Regions from separate parts of the Mus musculus genome. Here region 1 is linked to region 2. Evidence: chromatin contacts called from public Micro-C data. All regions are on one chromosome and are shown on one strand. Each heading gives the region's core, a stretch centred on a gene start, on an enhancer-like site or on the middle of the called end of the contact. The rest is flanking DNA. Distances are from core to core; before and after follow the strand shown.

Region 1 (3,204 bases), core at 622-3,121, 140 kb after region 2:
AGACACTGTTTAGGCTTAGATTGGCTGGCTCCAGAGCCCTTGAGAGCCACCCATCTCCAACCCCAAACGCTAGGGCTTCAGACATACACTCCTGAAGCCTGGCTGTTATATGAGAGCTAGGGATCAAAACTCACACCCCCATACTTGTGCTTCACCCGGTTCAGCCATCACCCCACCCCCACCTATGTTTTGCTTTTAATAAAAATAAACAAATAGGAGCTGAGGTCTCTGTTACGCAGCAGCTTTCCTAGTAGTTCCACTACTTTAAACTGTTACCTTTCCTTTCTTTTCTTCTTCTAAACACAGGGTCTCGCTGTGTTCTTCAGAATGGCCTTGAACTCACAGTCATCCTTCCCCGGCTACACAGGTATCGGGGATCACAGGTGTGTGCTAGCACACCTGGCTCCAATATTACTTTAAAGACATTTCTTGTGAACTCTGGGTCCTCCATAATGGAAGCCATGTTCTTACTCTTGTAAAACACTCATGCTACTGGCTTGATTATTCTACTTTCTGTGTACATGTATTTCAGAATACACTCTGCCACCTCACACTTTAAGTAGCCTGGCTTCTTAGATGCCAGCTGCTTCTCTAAATTTCTATATTTTAAAAGCATCCACTGCTGAGTGGCCATCTACACTCTAAGAGTTTACCACTCAAAGCTGCAGACCAAGACCTAAGATCTGCTATATTTAAGCTGAAAGGAAATGAACTTTTCTTATAATTTTTAAAATAGTTATTTTAAGTTTATTTGTGTTTGTATGTGTGTGAGAGAGATACACCAGGACTTAGGATATTTATAATATTTAGGTTCTGCTGAGCTTCGGAAGGGGGGATGGGACCTGAATGCCCCATTCTGAGATGTCTGTGGCACTTAGGGAAGGAACATCAACTAAGTGCAGTATTAGCATCCTGGAAACAGATGCTCCTGTGGTTTCTAAACAAAAGCCAGAGCTGGGCGCCTTTCTACTGGCGCCCTTCCTGCCTCAGGCTACTAACTTCTTGGGGGTGGAACACCAGCACTAATGGTGTCTGCCCTTCTAGGGGTCAAAAGCAAAGGCAGGACTTGAGTCTCTCCACGCTGTTTTCTTCAGAGGCCCCGTGACTGAGAAGGCAGCAGTCACACCCATGGGTGGAGGACAAAAGCATACAGTCTTTCCGCAGCCCCGTCCTCCTCTTCCATCAGGCTCCAGGTCAAACTAGCAGTGTCGGTGTTCCCTCCTTTATCATCTTATTTCCCTTATTAATGTCTCTCTGGGCAGTCTCTCCGGCCCCCACAACACACACTTTAAAACAATAGTCTAAAAGTAGTGGCAGGAACTCTGGTTTCTCACAACTGCCCAACAACTCCTGAATATATCCCCAGTCTTATGTTTAATTCGTTAAATTCATGGATGCACTCAAAGTGCACATGGAATTATATATATGAATGGAAATGTCACAATGAAATCCCTTCTTCTATATGATATTTAAAAAAAAATAAGATAAAGTGATTAAAAGAAACTGTGGGTAGTCTAGAAGTGGGAACTCAGAAAAACTCTGAGGAGCTTCTTGCTTATCTGAGGTATTTTCCCGTAACTTCCACAAATTCAGGGGCGCAGAGCCTCCCCTCCCCGCGGCATACCTCCCCCAGACCCTCCTCAAAAAGCAGGAGGGAGGCCAGAGCAAAGCCACTCTCCTCACGAAGACAGGGGACCAGCGTTGGTCAAGGGCGCCTCCATACCTGGGGCTTCTGCAGGCGGGATCCGCTGCCCTTTCCTTCGCCTAGAGCCCGGTGCCCCTTACCCAGCTCGCTTTGCGGACCTCGACCTCTAAAGAGGAAGGCCGCCGTGGCTGAGCTTTTTCAACAGTCTGCCCCTGCTCAGTCCTCACAGGGCTCGGCCCACTACGAGTCCAGTAACCAGAGTCGCTCCCATGGCAACCACAGAAGCTTCCTTTTGGAGAAAGAGGGAAGAGGCGGGGCCACCGTTAAGAGGGCGGGGTACTCTATAACCTCGAGGCCTGAAGTGGGAGGCAGTGATCATCACTTTAAGCCTATCCGCTCTAGGTTACACATTCTGATGGTGGAGCTTCGAGGGTTTAGGAGCCTCATCTGCTGGGCTAGGGACTAGGACTACAAACCCTGGTGACCCAGCCTGTCTCACCTTTTCCGAAGGGCTAAGCTCGGAATCTAATGGTAGAACCTCCAAGTGTGTAGTAGTTTAAAGGATTTTTTTTTTGAAGGGGTAGAGCCCCCTGGAAGAGTTTCCTTGAGAAGGCGACTTCCAGACTAATCTGAGATGGCCTATCCCAGTGCCAAGCTGCAGATGCACAGGTACAGTCAGTACTCAAGAGTATGGAGGCAGGCAAGGTCGTATCCATGTGGAGTCTTCGCATCTTCTTTGTAGTAAGGCTGTGAAGGAATGGGGCAGGATGTTCGGGACCCTTGGATGCTCGGTTGTAGACCCACCGATGATGAATCTAGTCTGGAAGTGGGGTCTGAAATAGTCACAGAAATCTAGGAGAGGTGATAAGTTAAAAGTGAATAACTAAATATGTAAGTCCTTGCCACATAGGCAATTTCCATCCCTCTGCCTCTACTACCAGGAAAGCCCGGGCAAGGCCGAAGTTCTGGGTGGGTACAGGAATTGAGTTTCAAGGTCCTTTCTCCACAGGTAGCATGCTAAAGTGCAGAAATATGTGCATTTACCCCTTGAGTTTCCAGGAAAGTCCCTAAGTTAGCCTCTGCCCCTTTCTGTCTCAGATTCTTTTGAATTAAGAAGGTAGAAGAAAGGAAAGGTTGGAGATGCTGTACCAGTGGGGTGGGAGGGGGAAAGGGGAGGGGGAAGGGGCAGGGGAGGGGTGGAGTGGGGTGTGCTCTGCCTCTGGAGCAAGCAGTACAGCAACTGACTGAGACCAGGATTCTTCTTAGTCCTACCTGCACCATCCCCAAAGGGCTCTTATCGATCAAATATCTAATGGAACCCTGGCTGGTGGGAAAACTCACCCTGCACTTGCGAGTACTCCAGACTAGAGGAGTTGCCCCTCTTGACAACCACGGAACTATTAAAAATTGTTCTCTTTGGTTGGGTTCTCCTGTCCCAGGCATGGTTGGTTTGTTCAGTTAGCTTTTTGTTTGCCTATGGAAGGCTGGCTTCTCTGCCTACCCAGCCTCACCAGACATGACCTTCCACCGGTCTTTTATATACATAGAGAAAAGTGGTT
Region 2 (3,074 bases), core at 305-2,804:
GAAGCATTTGAACAAACCCACCTCAGACTCCTACTAGTCCCTGCTAAGCAACCCTTCCCACCCTACCCTGTCCTGGAGTGTCACCCAAGCCTTCCCTGAAAGCGTGGGGGATGGTAGTCTAGTCCCCCATAGCCCCAAACCCCACTACCCTAGTCCCGCGTGACCGAGGCTGCTCCGCTCCGGGCAGACAGAGGGCGCCGGGGAGGACGAGTGACCCGGGACCCCGGCTGCACCCAGAAAGAGAACGGCAGGCTGAGCTGCTCCCCCTTGGTGGCCCCGAGTTCCGGCAGCCCGCCCCCTGGGGGTCACTCGGCGCCCTGCCAGCCCGGGCTTCTCGGGTCGGAGCGCGCCCTCCTGGCCTTACGGAGCAGCGTTCTCGGCTGGCCGCGCGCCCTCCACGCCCGGGCCTGAGAACGCCGGCGCGGCCTCCGCTCTCCCCACCTGCCGAGTGACTCTGCGGAGCCGAGAGCTCGGCGCTGCCGGGGTTCCCCCCACCCATCCCCAGGACCGTGTCCCCCCCGGCCCCCCTGCCTCCCCTTCCCCAGGGCTCCCGCCGCGTCGCACACGCCGCCGCGTACAAGGACCGAGCGCACAGCGCCCACTACCGCAGCCGCGGCTAGGCGCAGCGCCGATCGCCCGCGCAACTTGCAAGCGGCCGCCTCGCAACTTTTCCCAACTCCATCGCGGCCGGCTGCGGCCACAGCCACCGCGGCTCCCTCGGAGCCCGCCACCCGTCCCAAACCCCAGAAACAAACAGAGCTTCAGAAAGGCGCCCTTCCCCTGCCCGCCCCCCCCCCACCCGCTTCCCCCCTCCTCCCGCTCCGGGAACTAGCTGGTTGGCCAGAGGCGACTCTCCCCCGCCTGGGGGGGGAAGGGAGGGGAGGGGGACACACTCTCCTCTCCCCCCACCCCTTCGCGCTCACTCGCGCGCGCCCTCCTCCCTCCCTCCCAGCTTTTTGCTGCCCCCACCCCCACCCCGGAGTTGCCACAGCTGGTCCTGGTGCGGGGCTCAGGGCTACCGCGCTTCCACTGCGCCCAGAGCAGGAGCCAGGGCGCGGAGGCAGGAATCGGCAGGTTGCTCCGGCTGCCGGCTGCGCTGTGCCTGCCTTCCACCCCAGGCCCCCCGCGCCAAAGCAGCCCGCGCTCTCTCCCCGTGCGCTAGACACAGATACGCAAGATGGCAGAGAAGGGGGGGAAGCCAATAGAAAAGGGATATTGCACCTACTTGTGGCCAGTTTCCTTGCCCTGCCTTTGGATCTCATGCTGTGCCCAGTCCTGCAGCCGCTGCTGGGTGGTTAGGTTTTTTTTTTCTTGGATCTTTTCCTTCTTTTGCTCTCTCTCTCCCCCTCCCTTCTCTCTCTCTCTCTCTCTCTCTCTCTCTCTCTCTCTCTCTCTCTCTCCTCTGTCTCACACACGCACACACACGCACACACTCGGTCTTTCACTCTCTCTCCCTCCCTCTCTCTCTTTCTCTCAATCCACACTCGCTATCTCTAGCATTGTCAGTTTGGACACCTTCGCACATGCGCGTTAGACGCCCCTCCAACATCTCAGCGCCGCCAAAAAAAGTTTGGAGCGATTTATCACTTTGATTTGGAGATCTTGTCAGATGGCAATCGCCGAGGAGGCGGAGAAAGGGAGCTACGGGGAGGGCGGCAGGGGGCGGGGAGCGAGCGCGGGGAGCTGGAGGGGAGCAGACACTTCGCCCAAACGGGAAAAAAAATAAAAAGAAAGAAAGAAAAAGAAAAGAAATGAAAAGTCTTGGACAGAGAATTGATTCGTGGGGCAGAGGACTATGTCTGTGTGGGAGTCAATAAGCCTGCATTATAATTATTATTAATGTTTTCTCCACCATAAATTACATTGTCTGTAGGGGAACCGAGCGGAGGAGGGAAAAAAAACTTTAGGATAAATCTTTCCGTCTACACAAGAACTAGGCTGAGGACTGGACCGTGAACGTGTTATCAGAAGGCGAGAAGCATCTTGAACTTCAGAGCTCTGCCCTTGCTGCCGCTCTCTCCTTCTGAAGTTCCTGGGGCTTCCGCTTTGGATGAATAACCGGTTCTCGATTTTAGCTGTAATACCAACGGTAGCTGCCATCCTAGGAACATTTCAGTAGTCTGTTTCCATCAAGTAGCAACAATCGCCCTTGATGCCCAGGTCCCGCCGGGCTGAACATTTGACATCCAAGACCTCCTGCCTTGCCTAAGGTCGGCCGGCACCTTCCGGCCTCCTGCTGCTACCCAGCCCGCCTGCCATTTCCACTCACTCACTGAAACCTACAACCTCTGGGGTCACCAGAAGGAGGAAGGGGGGAAATTCCATACGCATACCTAGAAAATACAAAACGTACATTGTTGAAATGTGCCTAATTACAGAATTTACTAATGAAGTGTGCAGGCAGAAATGAAGGCGCAAGGGGTTAGGTGTGTTCAAGGTATGAATCACTCCCAACTCAGTATGGATTTTTCTTAGTACAACCTTCTTGCATTAAACAGTTGTGTTCAATACCTTCCACGTGCTATTTATGTCTCCATTAATATCTGCTGCAAATCCTGCCAGACACCATAAAAGAAAATTGCCATCTTTTCCGTGCGGTGCTGCTACCATCCTAAAACTCAAGTCGGAAGAAGCAGGAAAGTCCTGGTCTCTCCTCTGAGAGAGCAAGGACGAGCAGGGTTGTTGGGAACTCAGTTGCACCTGTTGGTATTCATTTAGTTTGAGCTCAGACTGCGGTTGTGAGAGAGCGAATATCTAGGTTCAATTCCCAGGGGCTTCGGTGGCCAAGCTTACAGGACCTACCTCATCTAAGAATACCCACCACCTTTCCCTCCCCAGAGCTGTGTAATTCCAGGAGCATTCAGACATAAGATACAGGTCCCTAGAGAACCAAGCTACAGCTCCCAAGGGAGACAGATGTGTAACCTTGAAATATGAGGGAGAGACAGGGGAAGTAAAGGAGGAAATGGCAGAGAACCGGAGTGAAAACAGCTTCCAGAGGAGAAAATGCTGGAGCCCACACACACATGAATCCCAGGGAATCCTGCCATCTCCATCTCCCCTCCCCCACAGAG

What was found. A called contact is a pair of places that touch in the nucleus more often than the background predicts.
Region 1: a contact with region 2 is called in a Micro-C map of embryonic stem cells, with 2.7 times the contacts expected there. The contact joins the promoter of Lrrc34 here to the promoter of Mecom in region 2. A contact is called at or near these places in 1 of 39 promoter capture datasets (embryonic stem cells), 3 of 484 Hi-C or Micro-C datasets (all in embryonic stem cells), 1 of 115 datasets of contacts at active chromatin or transcription factors (embryonic stem cells) and 3 of 9 other capture datasets (adipose tissue, liver and pancreatic islet).

What each region holds. Positions count from the first base shown.
Region 1 is chr3:30,645,947-30,649,150 of GRCm38.p6, forward strand. It overlaps Lrrc34 (leucine rich repeat containing 34), which reads right to left and starts at 1,872. Exons shown (of 11, transcript NM_027941.1): 1 at 1,724-1,872. It overlaps Lrriq4 (leucine-rich repeats and IQ motif containing 4), which reads left to right and starts at 2,023. Exons shown (of 6, transcript NM_001290510.2): 1 at 2,023-2,314. The coding sequence starts at 2,280.
Region 2 is chr3:30,508,205-30,511,278 of GRCm38.p6, forward strand. Mecom (MDS1 and EVI1 complex locus) reads right to left here and starts at 1,555. Exons shown (of 16, transcript NM_001370769.2): 1 at 1,226-1,555. The coding sequence starts at 1,262.